Regions from separate parts of the Pan troglodytes genome. Here region 2 is linked to region 1. The links are chromatin contacts, called in public Hi-C maps. All regions are on one chromosome and are shown on one strand. Each heading gives the region's core, a stretch centred on a gene start, on an enhancer-like site or on the middle of the called end of the contact. The rest is flanking DNA. Distances are from core to core; before and after follow the strand shown. Region 1 overlaps SORBS2 (sorbin and SH3 domain containing 2). Region 2 has its middle 55 kb from the start of TLR3.

The links. A called contact is a pair of places that touch in the nucleus more often than the background predicts.
Region 2: a contact with region 1 is called in a Hi-C map of stem cell-derived neural progenitor cells, with 5 times the contacts expected there. The contact joins two enhancer-like sites. A contact is called at or near these places in 4 of 7 Hi-C or Micro-C datasets (blood, induced pluripotent stem cells and stem cell-derived neural progenitor cells) and 1 of 1 other capture datasets (stem cell-derived neural stem cells).

The regions. Positions count from the first base shown.
Region 1 is chr3:187,289,617-187,296,738 of NHGRI_mPanTro3-v2.0_pri, reverse strand. It overlaps SORBS2 (sorbin and SH3 domain containing 2), which reads left to right. Exons shown (of 31, transcript XM_016952610.4): 11 at 1,723-1,789; 12 at 2,624-2,668; 13 at 4,799-4,988. Among named protein-coding and RNA genes, the nearest start is that of PDLIM3, 120 kb to the right of the region's middle. Within about 2 kb of position 2,963, at least 5 of the 24 cell types and tissues checked have an H3K27ac peak or open chromatin away from gene starts, as enhancers often do. A contact at or near this core is called in stem cell-derived neural progenitor cells and stem cell-derived neural stem cells, where this site is marked.
Region 2 is chr3:187,660,396-187,667,758 of NHGRI_mPanTro3-v2.0_pri, reverse strand. No RefSeq gene overlaps it. Among named protein-coding and RNA genes, the nearest start is that of TLR3, 55 kb to the left of the region's middle. Within about 2 kb of position 1,563, at least 10 of the 24 cell types and tissues checked have an H3K27ac peak or open chromatin away from gene starts, as enhancers often do. A contact at or near this core is called in stem cell-derived neural progenitor cells and stem cell-derived neural stem cells, where this site is marked.

The sequences.
Region 1 (7,122 bases), core at 1,714-4,213:
CAGTGATAGGACTGACTTAGTAGCCTTCCTTGTTGCCATCAGCACGTCCAGGAAAACATTTTTGCACAACATTATGTTGTATTTTCTGTTGCTTTAGTACAGTAAAAGAAATGAGGTTTAATGAAAGAGAAATCAGTCCTTTATAAAAATAAACTTTCTTGAAAGATACATGTTTAGCAACTTTGAACCAGCAAATAATAGACCCTTGCTTCACCACTGCAATCCCTTCCACCATGTCCCATCCTTTGACTGAATATTCGATCAATAACCTCAACTCTTCCATGGAGAAAGAGCCGAGAATGAAGAGCTGACTCACAACGAAGTCAAGTGGCCCTTCATGTTAACCTGTATTCGGGGTGATTTTTCAGAATAATATATTCTCAGAGGTCAAAATAAATTTAGATATAGCACAAAACCCTGAATGTCCAGATGAAAAATGCAGTGACCACATTTCTGGGGGAAAAAAAGATCAGGCAATAAAATCTAACCCAAAGCTCAGTCTATTAAGTATAAGAATGCTTTTGTATCAGTCCTAACAGAAGTTTTTAAATCGAGATCAGTCTTGGAACGTCTGGTGTGTTTAGTTACTATAAGCAGAATCATCAAGCCTGTTGCCCAGGTAGCTCTCAGAGAGTTGGGGTAAGATCTTGCCAAGCAAAATCTGTGAGTATGATTATAAAAGCATGTGTCTACTTTTACAGGTATCCAGAAAGGCAGAGCTCTATCCAATAGGCTACGTTCATTCATTATTTCATTCTACAAATATTTGCAGTTCCCTAGTGTTATTATTTATTGAGTAGTTATTATATTCTAGTCATTGTTCTAGGTCTTGTGTATACATTGTCTCATTCGATTTCCATAACAATCCTATGACTTAGATATAATTATGTCATTTTAGAGAGGAGAAAACTGAGGCTCAAGAAGGTGACATGACTTGCCCAAATTCGTATTGCTAGGGTGTATTAAGCAGCAATTTAAGGAACCAAGATTTGAATCTTAGTTCAAGACTCTACATTAATTTCATCTTTCCACTACAGCCTACTGCTCCCCTCATGTCCGACGCCTGGATCCGTAAGGACTTCTACTCTCAAGGAACCTACAATTTTAGCCGAGCAAATGTTGTATACACTCTGTTATCATATTAGCATTTTTGAAGCAATATCTACATTCTTAAATTTTCTGTAGGACTCTGGGATGCCTACTACATTCAGTATTTTAGTAGCTTAGACTAGTAAATAGCAAATTTATTTCTCTAGAGCCACGCTGATCAGAATACAATTTGAGTCAAAAATATTCCCCAGTTAATTCTGAAAACACTGTCTTACAGAACATTCAATAAAAAGCATCTAAGGATAATGATCATTATCTACCAAAAGGAGTTAAACAAATTAGTACAACAATAACTTACATTAAGTGAACTTTATATATTTGTGCAAATATCAACTCTCTAGTGCTGGGTACAGCTATAACTTGAAAAAATAAAACCATAGCATCTAATGTTCCAACTCAGCCTAAATTCAAACACAAGGCCATATGTTTACAAACTGCACACATAACTAAGTAAATTGCTGAAATTGTCATGAAGCCATAGCAAAGAGTCAGAACATTTTATCACAGAATGGGACTCTGTTATTAAGAACATAAAATAGAGAAATGAAAACACTGAGAAGCGATGTTGATTGGAAGCCAGTTTGTAACCACTGGATGCTCTCTTCATTACAGACAGTCGACCGGCCCAAGGACTGGTACAAGACGATGTTTAAGCAAATTCACATGGTGCACAAGCCGGGTATGTCTGCTGCTCTGCTTTCTGATGAGGTCCTTGTGGGTTGAAGGGAGTACATTCGTCTTTTGCATCGGTTTGATTCACACACAATGTCAAGACCCCAGCAAACTCCGTGTCCCCTTTGTTTTCAGCATGTCTCCTGTTCTCCTTCTGTCACCCCTCCGGTGACAGATCCCTGTGCCTCTGCCTCCCACCTGAGCTGCCAAGAAGCCTCCCCATGGAGGACAACCAGGCACTCTGGCCTCAGCCCTCCATCCTCCCCTGTCCACAGTCTAAATTGGTGTGTTGCCTGGGTGAAAAACACATTGTTCCTCTGTCCACCCCTGTCTGCTCTCATCAGGAGAGTGAGCCTGCGCGGGTCTGCCTGAGCCTGCTCTGTAGACAGGAGACCACTAAAGCACTTAGTAAAGGAAATTTGCGATCCAGAGCAGAGAGGGTTCTGGGGAAGCGAGGACAAGGGCCTGACTTTGCATGCTATGAAGAGGGCAGCAAGACAAATATGTTACAGACAAAAAAGGGCAGTTTGCAGAGGCCTGTGGTGGCACACACCTGTAATCCCAGCTACTCAGAAGGCTAATGTGGGAGAATGATTTGAGCCCAGGGGTTGGAGGTTTGGAGACTGCAGTAAGCAATGATCACCACTGCACTCCAGAATGGACGACAGGGTAAAACCCTGTCTCTTTAAAAAAAAAGAAAGAAAGAAAGAAAATGGCATTATGAACTAGGAAAAATACATTGCTTTTCTAACAAATTTCTGTTGTTTGTCTGAAGTTCTGCTGTCTCGTTGTCCTTTGGTGACAATCTATATTACCATAATATTTATGTTTCATTTTCTAGATGATGACACAGACATGTATAATACTCCTTATACATACAATGCAGGTAGGATGGGTTTCCTTGCTCGCAATGACTATTTTATGCTCAGCAATGTTTGGAAGAACGACACGGTCACCTTTTTTCCCCTTTTGTTTGAGCACGTGTTTTCAGTTCATATATTAGGAGGAGGATTTCTTTTCTTTTCTCAGAGCATGCGTAACAAAAGGATTGACTTTTCTCATGGAAATGAGAACTAATACTGGTTTATCTCATTCATTCCCACTATTGGTTTATTCTCAGCTTCAGGAATGTTTAACCAAAGTGTGAAGGATAGGCTGAAAGGACACACTGTAACCCAGGGTACAAAATAAGATAAAGATCTTTTATCTGCAGAGAGAATGATTACAATTGTGTAAGATCTTTCAGATACACTTCACCAAAAACAAGTCAAACAAAGTATTCTGTGACCTTGTCCCTGCCTTTTGCTCCAAAATGCAACCATTCATTGAAAGAGTTTAAAAATCCCCCTTGGCGGGGCCACTTTTCTGACTCAGAATTGCCAGTGGTCACAATAGAATGGCTTCAGTTCCAGGCACTGCCACTTGGATTGGCGAGCCTTGGTATCTCGTGCAGGGGTCTGCAGGCTGGAAGGAGGGACCCCTGACACATGTTTTTCCCTTCATCACTTTCTCCTGAGTGTTGCCTTGGGATTCTGCCCAGGGCTCCTCTCCCTGCCCAGTCACAGGCTCAGGACAGGTGCACAACTATTTTTTTTCTTCTTTCTTTAGACCAGGCTCGGAGGCTGGCACTGCTCCCCTCCCCTTCAGCAGCTGCAACCTCACTTGGGGTCCTCTGGGCAGCCTGGGGTCGCATGATCCTCCTGTTCTGCACCCCTGGAGACCACATTCAGGCCCTTTAACTATTTGGGATTGTGCTCCTATCTCCAAAGACAAATTGATAGAGGGAAAATCAGTAGAACAAACTCAGCAAGCCCTCTGGGTTTAAGTCTTGGCTCGCCCCACTGATAGCTTGAGGCCCACAAAGATGTTTCCCTTAATTTCATCCCTGCTCCCACGCCCACCAAACTCACCTCCTTTATTTAGCTCAAAAGTTGAAGTCCAACTGTTGAATCCAAGCAAAACTGTAAGTGTAGATGTTGTCTCTTTTCATTTGCTGTGGAAATGTGCATGGACTTTCAGGAGAAGCGAACGGGTACAAATAGAATTAGCTCCAATGATTGGGTGCAGGAAAATTTAGAATTTTTATAACTGTTTTAATATTGAGGTTTGTGTCACATTAGTGATTAGTGAATGGAACAGCAGTGACATATTACTTTGTACAGCCCTACAAGCTGATCATTTGATCAGTGGACGAGTCAACTGCAGCTAGTCTCTTTGCTCTCTACTAACCGTGCAAGCCATGGCTTCACACCTTGCACTTTTCTGCCTTTTTTTCTATACCATCCCTGCTCCCCTCTTGCCCTGCTCACTGAAACTCATTCAGGGCTGACTCTGGACTCTTGGGTTCCATAATACCTTCTCTGAGCAATCTACCACCTACTAACATCCTTTAATTCTTACTATGTGTTTTCTTCATTTGGTCTTTATTATCTTTTACCAATTATTTTCCATCATAATTCTATTTGTGTCTGATTATCCCAGGTGCACTCTAAGCATATTGAGGACTCATGTTTCCTTGTACCTTGCACAGCACTTTATAAACACAACTGTGTGCAATATTTTGTTTGACTACAATTAGCATGTCAATTTTCATATGTAAATCAGGGTTTTTAAATTATTAGAAGATATTTGGAAACAGTTCCGTTTTTAATCTTGCTCTGAAAACTGAACCATTTTCTTAGTGTATACAATTGAAGAGAAAATTTGCTGAGTGCTTATAAGTTTATTCCTAGTACCAGTCTGAATTATTACTAGTTCTGAAATAATTGACAAAGATTTACTGTAATCAGGGCTTAGGTACAGAATAAATTTGTAATTAATAAATTAATGGAAATTAGTACATTAATATTAATAAATTAATAGGAAACTACCTTCTAATGTATGCATTATGAATATGCTTATTGATAATAATTTCTATGCAATCATTGGCTATTTTGAGGGGGACAAATAATTTAATTCATTTTTAAGAGGTTATTTGCTTCTGTTTTTTGTCTGCTTTTGTTTTTTGTCATGATAGGTCTGTACAACCCACCCTACAGTGCTCAGTCACACCCTGCTGCAAAGACCCAAACCTACAGACCTCTTTCCAAAAGCCACTCTGACAACAGCCCCAATGCCTTTAAGGATGTGTCCTCCCCAGTGCCTCCCCCACATGTTCCACCTCCAGTCCCACCGCTTCGACCAAGAGATCGGTCTTCAACAGAAAAGTAAGGCATTTCCCCCCAGGGTGGCCTGTATTTCGCTTAGGATAAAAATAAGGCTGTATGGCATTCAGTAGAAGAATCAGTGCACCTGTCACAGAGAGAGTGGATGTATAATCTTGCTAGTCTATACATATACCATATTGACCTCCTCTGCTGAGATTGTAGCAAATGTTTTCCCTGTCTTGTTTCATGATACTGGAGTGCCCTAAATTAGACTTGAAGTAATATGGACACATTTTCTGCTTTTTGATCAATACATACATATAAGAGACAAGTAAATAGAAATAATGGACATGTACTTCCTTTGGTGTACCAGGCTACAGGCTATGCAGTTCATTTTCTGTTTCCCCAGGTCTATTAATAAGAGACATTTTTGAAAGCAAGGAAAGTTATTCAAAAATCATAATGAGGCATTAGTTAATAAGTGTCTGTGACTTGTTTCTACCAGTTTTTCAAGCTAATACGAGTTTTCCTTTCTCCACTGAAATATTTTTATACAAACTATCTGCATGAAAATAAAAATTTATAAACACTTTTTTATTGTGTTATTTTTACTGGGATTATGACTAATACTTCTACTTATAGGTAACCTTCATTGAGCGCTCATTACAAGCCAAGCACTAGGCTAAGTGCTTTTTCTGTGTCATATCATTTGATTCCGAGAACAACCCAGTGAGATACTTTCTATTTTAAAGAGGAAGAAACTGCAGTTTAGAAAATGGTAGGAACTTACTCAGCTCATGCAGCTCGTTATGTCCAAGCCAGGGTCCAAGCTCAGCTCTGATTAAACCCAAGGCCTATGCTATCCTAGCAATTAATAAATAAGAATATAACAATTATTTCTTATTAATACTGGTTAAGTGTTATCATACCCATTCCAGAAAAATTGTATTCAACACCCCGTTGTACCATTAAGAGTAATTGATGATCAGGCCAGGCGTGGTGGCTCATGCCTGTAGTCCCAGCACTTTTTTTTTTTTTTTAAATGGAGTCTCACTCTGTTACCCAGGCTGGAGTGCAATGGTGTGATCTTGTCTCACTGCAACCTCCGACTCCCGGGTTCAAGCAATTACCAAGTAGCTGGGATTACAGGCACCAGCCACCACGCCCGGCTAATTTTTGTATGGTGTTTCACCACCTTGGCCAGGATGGTCTTAACTCCTGACCTCGTGATCCACCTACCTTGGCTTCCCAAAGTGCTAGGATTACAGGCATGAGTCACTGCACCCAGCCAGTCCCAGCATTTTGGGAAGCCATGGTGTGTGGATTGCCTGAGGCCAGAGGTTCGAGACTGGCCTGGCCAACATGGCGAAATCCCATCTTCACTAAAAAAAAAACAAATAAAAATTTTATAATAGAGTAATTGATGATCATATAGGGCACAGCATCCCACCAAAACACACACATCGTGTGTGAAAGGGGTCTCATTTTAATACCAATCTCCTCAGGATGATTATGTGAGGCCTTAAAATTGAGAAACAGTTTTCTAGACACAAATTGTTATCTTTGTCATCAAAAAATAACCAAAATTAACGTTTTGATTTAAAGGTATTACCCATCTGATATGTTTTGTTAAAATTAAATATCTCATTAAAACATATGATAACCTCCTAAAAAATTCCATATGGCTTTCATATGTATTATCTCATGTAATGCTCAAAACTCCTCTGCAAGGAAGAACAACACATTACTGCTGTCTGTGTTTTACACAAATGGAAAAAAATGAAGACTGAGAAAGTTTAAGGGGTCTTGCTCCATATCACTCATGAATTTAGTAGAAAGCTAGGGCTTGCCCCTAATTCTGTCTCTTAGAGTGTTTCTATTTCCAACGGGCCATGGAGCAAGAATTTCATTCCATTCCATGGAAGCAGAATTACCCCCATCTACAGTCAGAAAATCCTTCCTCCTAAAAATCATGGCCCCTGGGAGGCTGAGGAGAGAGGATGGCTTGAGCCCAGGAGTTTGAGTGAGATGGCAGCGAGCTATGATCACACCACTGCACTCCAGCCTGGGCAACAGAGGAAGACTCTGTCTCGAAAAAAAAGAAAAAAAAAAGAAGCCTTCTTCTTTAGCTCAGCAGCCTAGAAAAGCTTAATTTTGTGAAACCCTTTTTTGAAGCTTTCCTTCGTAAGTCTTC
Region 2 (7,363 bases), core at 314-2,813, 370 kb before region 1:
GTCTCGCTCTGTTGCCCAGGCTGGAGTGCAGTGGCCTGATCTTGGCTCACTGCTCCCTCCGCCTCGCGGGTTCAAGTGATTCTCGTGCCTCAGCCTCCTGAGTAGCTGGGATTACAGGCGCCCACCATCATGCCCCACTAACTTTTTTTTTTTTTTTTTTTTTTGTATTTTTAGTAGAGATGGGGTTTCATCATGTTAGCCAGGTTGGTCTCAAACTCCTGACCTCAATTGATCTGGTGCCTCGGCCTCCCAAAGTGCTGGGATTACAGACATGAGCCATCGCGCCCGGCCACCAGGTATGATCTTAACTATTTTAAAGGTCATTATAAAAGAACTTTCCTTAAAAATCACTTTAAGCAAATGTTTCCTTATTGGAAGTGTTCCTTTGCATCCCGTTTCCCTACTGAAGCATATGAAAAGACATTTTCTGTTGTTTTGTTTCTGAATCTGATATTTCATTGAGAATATTTTTCTTGCAAGGGTGAAAAAAAATCACTACGCTGTTATATAATTTGAACCCAAGTATTACCATCCAATTTTTATCCTAATGTAGCAAAAAATTCAGCCATCTAAGTATTTATGATCATCCCCTTCTCAGTATTTTAATAGCTTGAAAGCAATTTTAAGCAAATTGGTGGTGGTATCTGGTAGGAAATATTACCTTCACCAACGTAGGGCCCATACTCCCCATCATCCATTTCTGTCTGTACCAAACACACCCATGCTTATGGTAATGGTTGTGCAGAGGCGGCTGTCCTGTGTGGCTGCTCTGGAAATGTGGGTTATACCATCCTTGAAGAGAATCCCTGTGGGTGAATTATAAGAGGTTGAAGACACATATTGTCCAGAGTTTAAAGTCACAAAAAAATAAAGCGTTTTCTTCATGGTAAGACTTATCGGTAGGGCTAGAAAGGACATAATTACATAGAATATAAATTATGTTTTCATTGCATGTATATAAATTGTGATGTTATATATCTAGGTAAAAATCCTAAAACATAGAAGTGAATTAAAGAAGTGTTTTAAATAACAGATAAATGTGCATTTTCCTCAATAATAACTCATTTATTCAGTTTTATACTTTTACATTGTTTTATGCTTTTATTTGATTCTCATCATAAGTCTATGAGGTGGACAAGGAGATATTGTTTGCTCATTTAGCTGATGACAAATTACACGCATATTTAATAAAGATAGAAAAATCTTGATTCTCCCTTGGCAAAGCTGAACTAAGGATAGATTAAATACATGCTTCACTGCCCCAAAGAACAGATCAAACCCTGCAGCTGTCATTACCCAGACAAGGGAGGCAAAGCCAGGATGATTCTGGCCTGGATTTTGTGAACTGTGTCAATCCATTCCCTTTGCTTTGGGAGTGGTATATTGCTCTGGGAATCACTGACAATATCGGGAGGAGAAATAAAAACAAGCTTCTTGATTTCCAGTTCTGATCTCTGACCGCTAGAGGACAGTATTGTTCTCTGCACAGCGCGCGGAGAACCCGTTCTAGGAGAAATGATGGGACCCCTGCAGTCAGTATACCCCACAGCTTCCCAGGCTGGGCCTGGGCCATACGGATCAGGGATGGGATGTGGCTTTGCATCTCCAGTTCCAGATGGCACCTCGTTCCCCAGCCCTGTGCACTCACAGAGCTTTGGCCTCTGTACTGAGTAGTGTGGGATGTATGAGGGGAAAGAAACAGTCTGTTCATTTACATGTTCTGCGTTGGGGTTTCATTACGTCTTTTAGCCCTTGAAACCTCTTCCTAAGTGATAAGCTATCAATGAGTGATTGTTATCATAGGCTCAGAGATTTTGCAGCCTGATTTATTTAATCTCTAGAGAAAGGAAAACAGGAGATGATGGCTTTGATCATGCTATTCGCTATTCTGAAAATTACAAAGGGAGGGGAGAGAGAGAGAAAAAAATCTCTGCTCCCCTAACGAACTACTAGATAAAAACTGCTATATAAGAAGATATGCGGGACAATCCCCAGTGTAACGTACTTCACTGATGTTCAACATGCTTCCGTGGGCGTGTGTGGGTGGAAAGATGTTTCTGGTTACTGCCAAACAATCCAGTGTTTCTGGAGATAAAAACAGCCTGTAAAAGTTTTCTACTGTGGAGAATGACAGACTTTGTGGCCTATGTGATATGTGCTCTCTATAGTCCAGATGAAGACAGTAACTACTGATCTGTGAAACCTCTGCAACACGACGGGGCTGCTCAAGGCCACACGCCTGGCCTCACAGGTGACGCCTTCGCCCTCCTCTGGATTCCCTGTTTCTCCCTCCTCCGAACTGAGCATCTGTCTCCTTCTGACAAGTACTTTCTGCTACCTTGTGCTTCAAATCAATTTCTAGAGACACCAGATAGATTTCAATTCTGTAAAGATTTACTACGAATCACACAGTGCTGGGCCACGTGCTAACACATATTCACATATGATGCTGGCTCCAGAGCTCAGTAAGCCGAGCACCTCCAACATCCCCCTCACAGCCATGGCCTGTCCTGCAGGTGCTGGTTTCTGCTGCAGACACAGGCTCTCCAGGCAGCCCTGTGCTCTTTGCAGCTATTCCTGGAAGCCTTGGGACGTCTCACCAATGCCCTCCATGTTCGGTTCTGCACACCTGCCCTTCTACTAGTCTCTTCTCTCAACGCCTCCTTACCCAGTTGCTGTCCATATTGCAGAAGAGGGCAGGGCCCAGGGAGCTGAATCCCGGCAAGTCCACGCTGCTGAGCTCCCAAGACCTTCAGTAAAGTAGGATTGTCTCTTTCACACCTCGCCCTGCATCCACCGCCATCGACCCAGGGTAAGGACCAGCACATGAAGGCCAAACTCCTTCCCTCATTTCCCTTTACACCCATGTCTGTCTGTGAGAAGCCCTGGCTCATTCTCCTTCAGCCATAGGCCCCAGGCAGTCTCCTCCCTAGCGGTTGTCTCAGGCACTCTGGGTTCCAGCATGGCCTACGTGAAGCCTTCCTTAAAAGTGACAGCGCAGGACGTCCCCACTCAGGAAGCTCACATTCACGACTGTGCCTCTTCCTACACTCAGTAGAGTAAACTGTTTACAGTAGATGCTGACGAAGTGTTAGGTGAGAGTGGAGACGATGAGTGTGGAGATCTGCCTTAATTTTATGAGTTACCAGCCTGTCATTGACTTCATGTTCATTCTGGCAAGAGCTAAGAGAGATACTATTGAGTATTTTAACACAGACTTCACTTGCTTGGGTGAACTGTAGACAGAATCCATCTTTAATGACCTATTTCTGTTACTGAAATGAACTGGTGTCTGCTCTCCCGTGGGGTGAGGCCAAACATCCACACCGTGGTTTGCAGCAGGAGAAAGCAAGGCGTTTATTTGCAGGATGCCAAGGAAAGAGAATTGGGCAGCTTACAATTGAGACCTGACCTCTCGGTGGCTTACAGGTAGGAGATTTTAAATCTGGAGAAGCAGAGGTTGCAGGCAAAGAAGTCAATTAATATATTGAGGCTATATATTAGTTTGGCCTAAAAAAGTAGGGTGTCATGAAGCAGGGTTCCACAGGTCACAGGTGGATTCAAAGATGTTGGGGTTTGCAATTGGGTAAGGAGGTGAAGCTTTATCTAAATACCCCATGACTTTACCAAACACCCCATGACTTCAACTCCCTTGGTTATTGTTTTAAGCTACTATTACCTTCTTGCTGGTCAAGTTGCTCATTTACTCTTCAGGGATAGCTGGGTGCCTGGAATTCCCCTTGAAGAAACTCAAGATTTTTCTTTCATGCTTGAGGGACCTGCAGGCCCCTAAGAGGGATCCCTGCTCTGTCTCATTTCTAATGGTTTGTTGTTAGGAAACCTCTCTAATGAGACCATGAAGTTCTTGAGGTGAAGGCACTGATCTTATATCTCTCCTTTTTTTTATCTTATTGTTGTTACACACACTCTCCATAAACTCCATTTTGAGCAACCCAGGTTTCAGCTGCCACTGCTTGTGTTTCTCGCTCAATCCCTCTTGTGTCCATCTCCAACAATCCTCTCTCAGAGACATCCTTCAAATCTTTGCTAAAATGTCACCTTCACAAAGACCTTTTCTTACTGTCTTATTTAAAGTGGCAGGCCTCCTCTCCCCCATCTTGGCATCATTTTACCCCCTGGCTTTTATCACCACCTGACATGCCATATATTTTCACCTTGTTTATTGCCAGCACCCGCCTACCCCACTACAAAATAAGCTCCATGAGGGAGCTTTGTCTATTTAGTTCACTATTGTATCCTCAATGTCTGCAAAAGTGTCTAGCACATAATCAACACTTCATAAACAGGTGTTGAATAAATAAATCCATCAAGCATTTCACACAGCATTTTCCCCAAAGCAGGCAGTTAGGAAATATTTATTTGAGCTAACACAGCTATGTTTTCATCAGTTCAGGAAAGTGGAAGGTCAAGGGTCACTTATAGAAGGTGCCACCAGAGCCTAGGGTAGCTCACTAGCTGTTAAAATCTCCAGAGAAGGGATAAATGCAATCTTGGGGGGGTAGCAAAATAAGCAAAAAATGTTTTGATATGAAGTCCTTTGGAATTGGAATTATGGAAGGCCCTGGAACTAGCTGAGCTTCTAGGATGATTAGTGGAGGATTTCAAAACCATTTGCACTGCAGTTCTCTTTCGGTGGTGTCAGGCTTCCAAACCAAAGACATTTCTAGAAATGCAGGACAGCATATCACGGGGACCTCTGTAACAGCAACAAAACCCCATGGATAGCATGTGACGTCATGGTAACAAAGCTTCATGCTACAAAACACAGAAAGATAGAGGGTGTTTAGTGGGATAACACTTTGCAATAGTAACTGCTCTTGCTATTTCCTTTTTTTTTTTTCCCCACCTGGGAGACTAGATATGAATTTTCCATTGCCCAAGTGTTATTTGACACTGCAGAATGCATGTGTCTAACCATGTCTTTTTATTTTATGTATATTTATGGTTTGACATTGGGGTCTGGCTGAGCCTGGGGGGACTGGCAGTCAGTTAGCTTACTACTGTCTCTAGTTAGCCAATTCCTAGAGACAGTGAAGGACCCCCGCCTCCAGCGAGAGCCTTTCAAATGCAAATGAACCAATCCAAAGCCCATGCCCCTAACCACGTCCTCTATTGGGGATCTCAAATTCAACATGATTCCCCCTGCCCTGATCACCCCAAACCAGGTATCAGACAGTTAGGGACAGGCCCTATGCCCAGAGTCTGCTGAAATTATTCAAACTCTCCACCCTGAGCCTGCTCACCCTGCCTTGCCTGCTCCTTCCCATGGAATCCTCTCCCCAGCATTCTCCCCCTGCTCACTCTGCCTCCTGCCTGACCCGGGTGCTACCCGTGTGGCCACACACTGTAGGCGCTCACTCCTCTTGGCATCTGTGAGCATCAGACTTTTTTTTCAATGGTAGTCATCTCCTATCTACTGGTCTTGCCCTATCAAAATTATAACAAAACCTGTGCTTTAAAACAGTATAGGGAAGAAAAGAAGTTAATTCTTGGCATTTCAGGGCCTCTGTAGCTGCGGTACTGGCATATGAACAAACAACTACATTAACAACAAAAAAGATTGGAAAGGATGCACATTCTAAAATTTGGATAAGAGGAAAGAAGAAGACAGATGTGGAGGTCATAGGGTGGGCCCCAAAACTGACCTATTCATGCCCCTCTGCTCCCTTCCCCAGGGCTCAGCTTGAGGGAAGAGGTCAGGGTGCTGAATGATGGCCTGAGACACCCTAATAACCAACACAACCAACACCCCTTCTCTCTGCAGGTTCTCTCTGCAGCTCTAGCACCTGGCATCCTCAGACATCTTCTTGATACTCACGCAAGTTCTACAGATGAGAAAATGAGGCTTCAAAAGATGAAGACCACACGATGACTGAATGGATGGTGCTGAGTTATAATAGCAGTATCTGTCATGTATGGATTGCTTCCTATGGGATAAGCACAATGATGCCATTTCATTTTATCCACTCAACGGCATACACTGGGATAGCATAACAATAGAACACATGGGACTCTGAATTCTGCAGGCTAGGTTTAATTCTGTTTCTGCTACATAATAGCAAAAGAGTTCATCTTGATTCTGCTACATAATAGCAAAACAGTTCATCTTGATTCTGCTACATAATAGCAAAACAGTTCATCTTGCTTTAAGTCATAAGTCAGGGCTCTGAAAAGGACACCCCAAGTATGGCCTTGACCTGCTGAGGACTTTGAACTAAAGGGCATTGGAAAGCCTCAGAAGCAGCCTCAGAACCAAGTCTCTGACCTTCTCCTGCCCTCCTGTCTCTCGCCCTTCATTCCCCCAAGAAGTGAGTCATGGAAACCAGAAATCCTCTTCCCTAAAGCAGGTCATGGAAACTAGAATCTCTTTCCCCAAAGCCAGCCATTAGAAACTAGAATCACTACTGGAACTTTCCCTGCCTTTCTGAGTAAGAGCTGGCCATAAAGAAGTTCTCTGACTTACTTTCCTGAAAGTAGGTTATAAAACCCTCATTCCAGAAGGGGCCCTGCCCTACACCCAGGAAGAAGGAACGCCACACAGGGAGGCCAAGAGGAACCCAGACAGACAGGCCAGCTGGGTCCCCCTCCGTCTGTCACTGTCCCATCGCTCCCTCTGTGTCCAGTCACAGCTCCCCAGGGCTACCACTCTTCATCAAATCTAAGCATAGAAATGGGCAGTTTTCCCTTGGTTCTTTGGGTCTTCATTTCCTAAGGCTCCCATGTCATGTAAAACTTTGATTAAACAAATCTGTGTGCTTTTCTCGTTAACCTGTCTTTTGTTACAGGAGAATCGGCAGTGGCCCCTTAGCATGGTGGCGCACGTCTGTAATCCCAGGTACTTGGGAGGCTGAGGCACAAGAATCACTAGAACCTAGAAGGAGGACGTTGCAGTGAGCTGAGATTGCACCACTGCACTCCAGCCTGGGCAACAGAGCAAGACTCCCATCTCAAAAAAAAAATTAAATTAAATAAAAATTAAAAAAAAATTAAAACTTAGGCCTTGTGCGGTGGCTCACACCTGTAATCCCAGCACTTTGGGAGACTGAGGCAGGCAGATCATGAGGTCAGGAGTTCAAGACCAGCCTGGCCAACATGGTGAAACCCCGTTTCTACTAAAAATACAAAATTAGCAGGGTGTGGTGGTGCATGCCTGTAATCCCAGCTACTCAAGAGGCTGAGGTAGGAGAATCGCTTGAACCCGGGAAGTGGAGGCTGCAGGGAGCCGAGATCGCGCCACTGCACTCCAGCCTGGGGGACAGAGCGAGGCTCCATCTCAAAAAAAAAAAAAAAAAAAAAAACTAAAACTTAAGTAAAAATATAAATGAATTGAACCAGGAAAGGT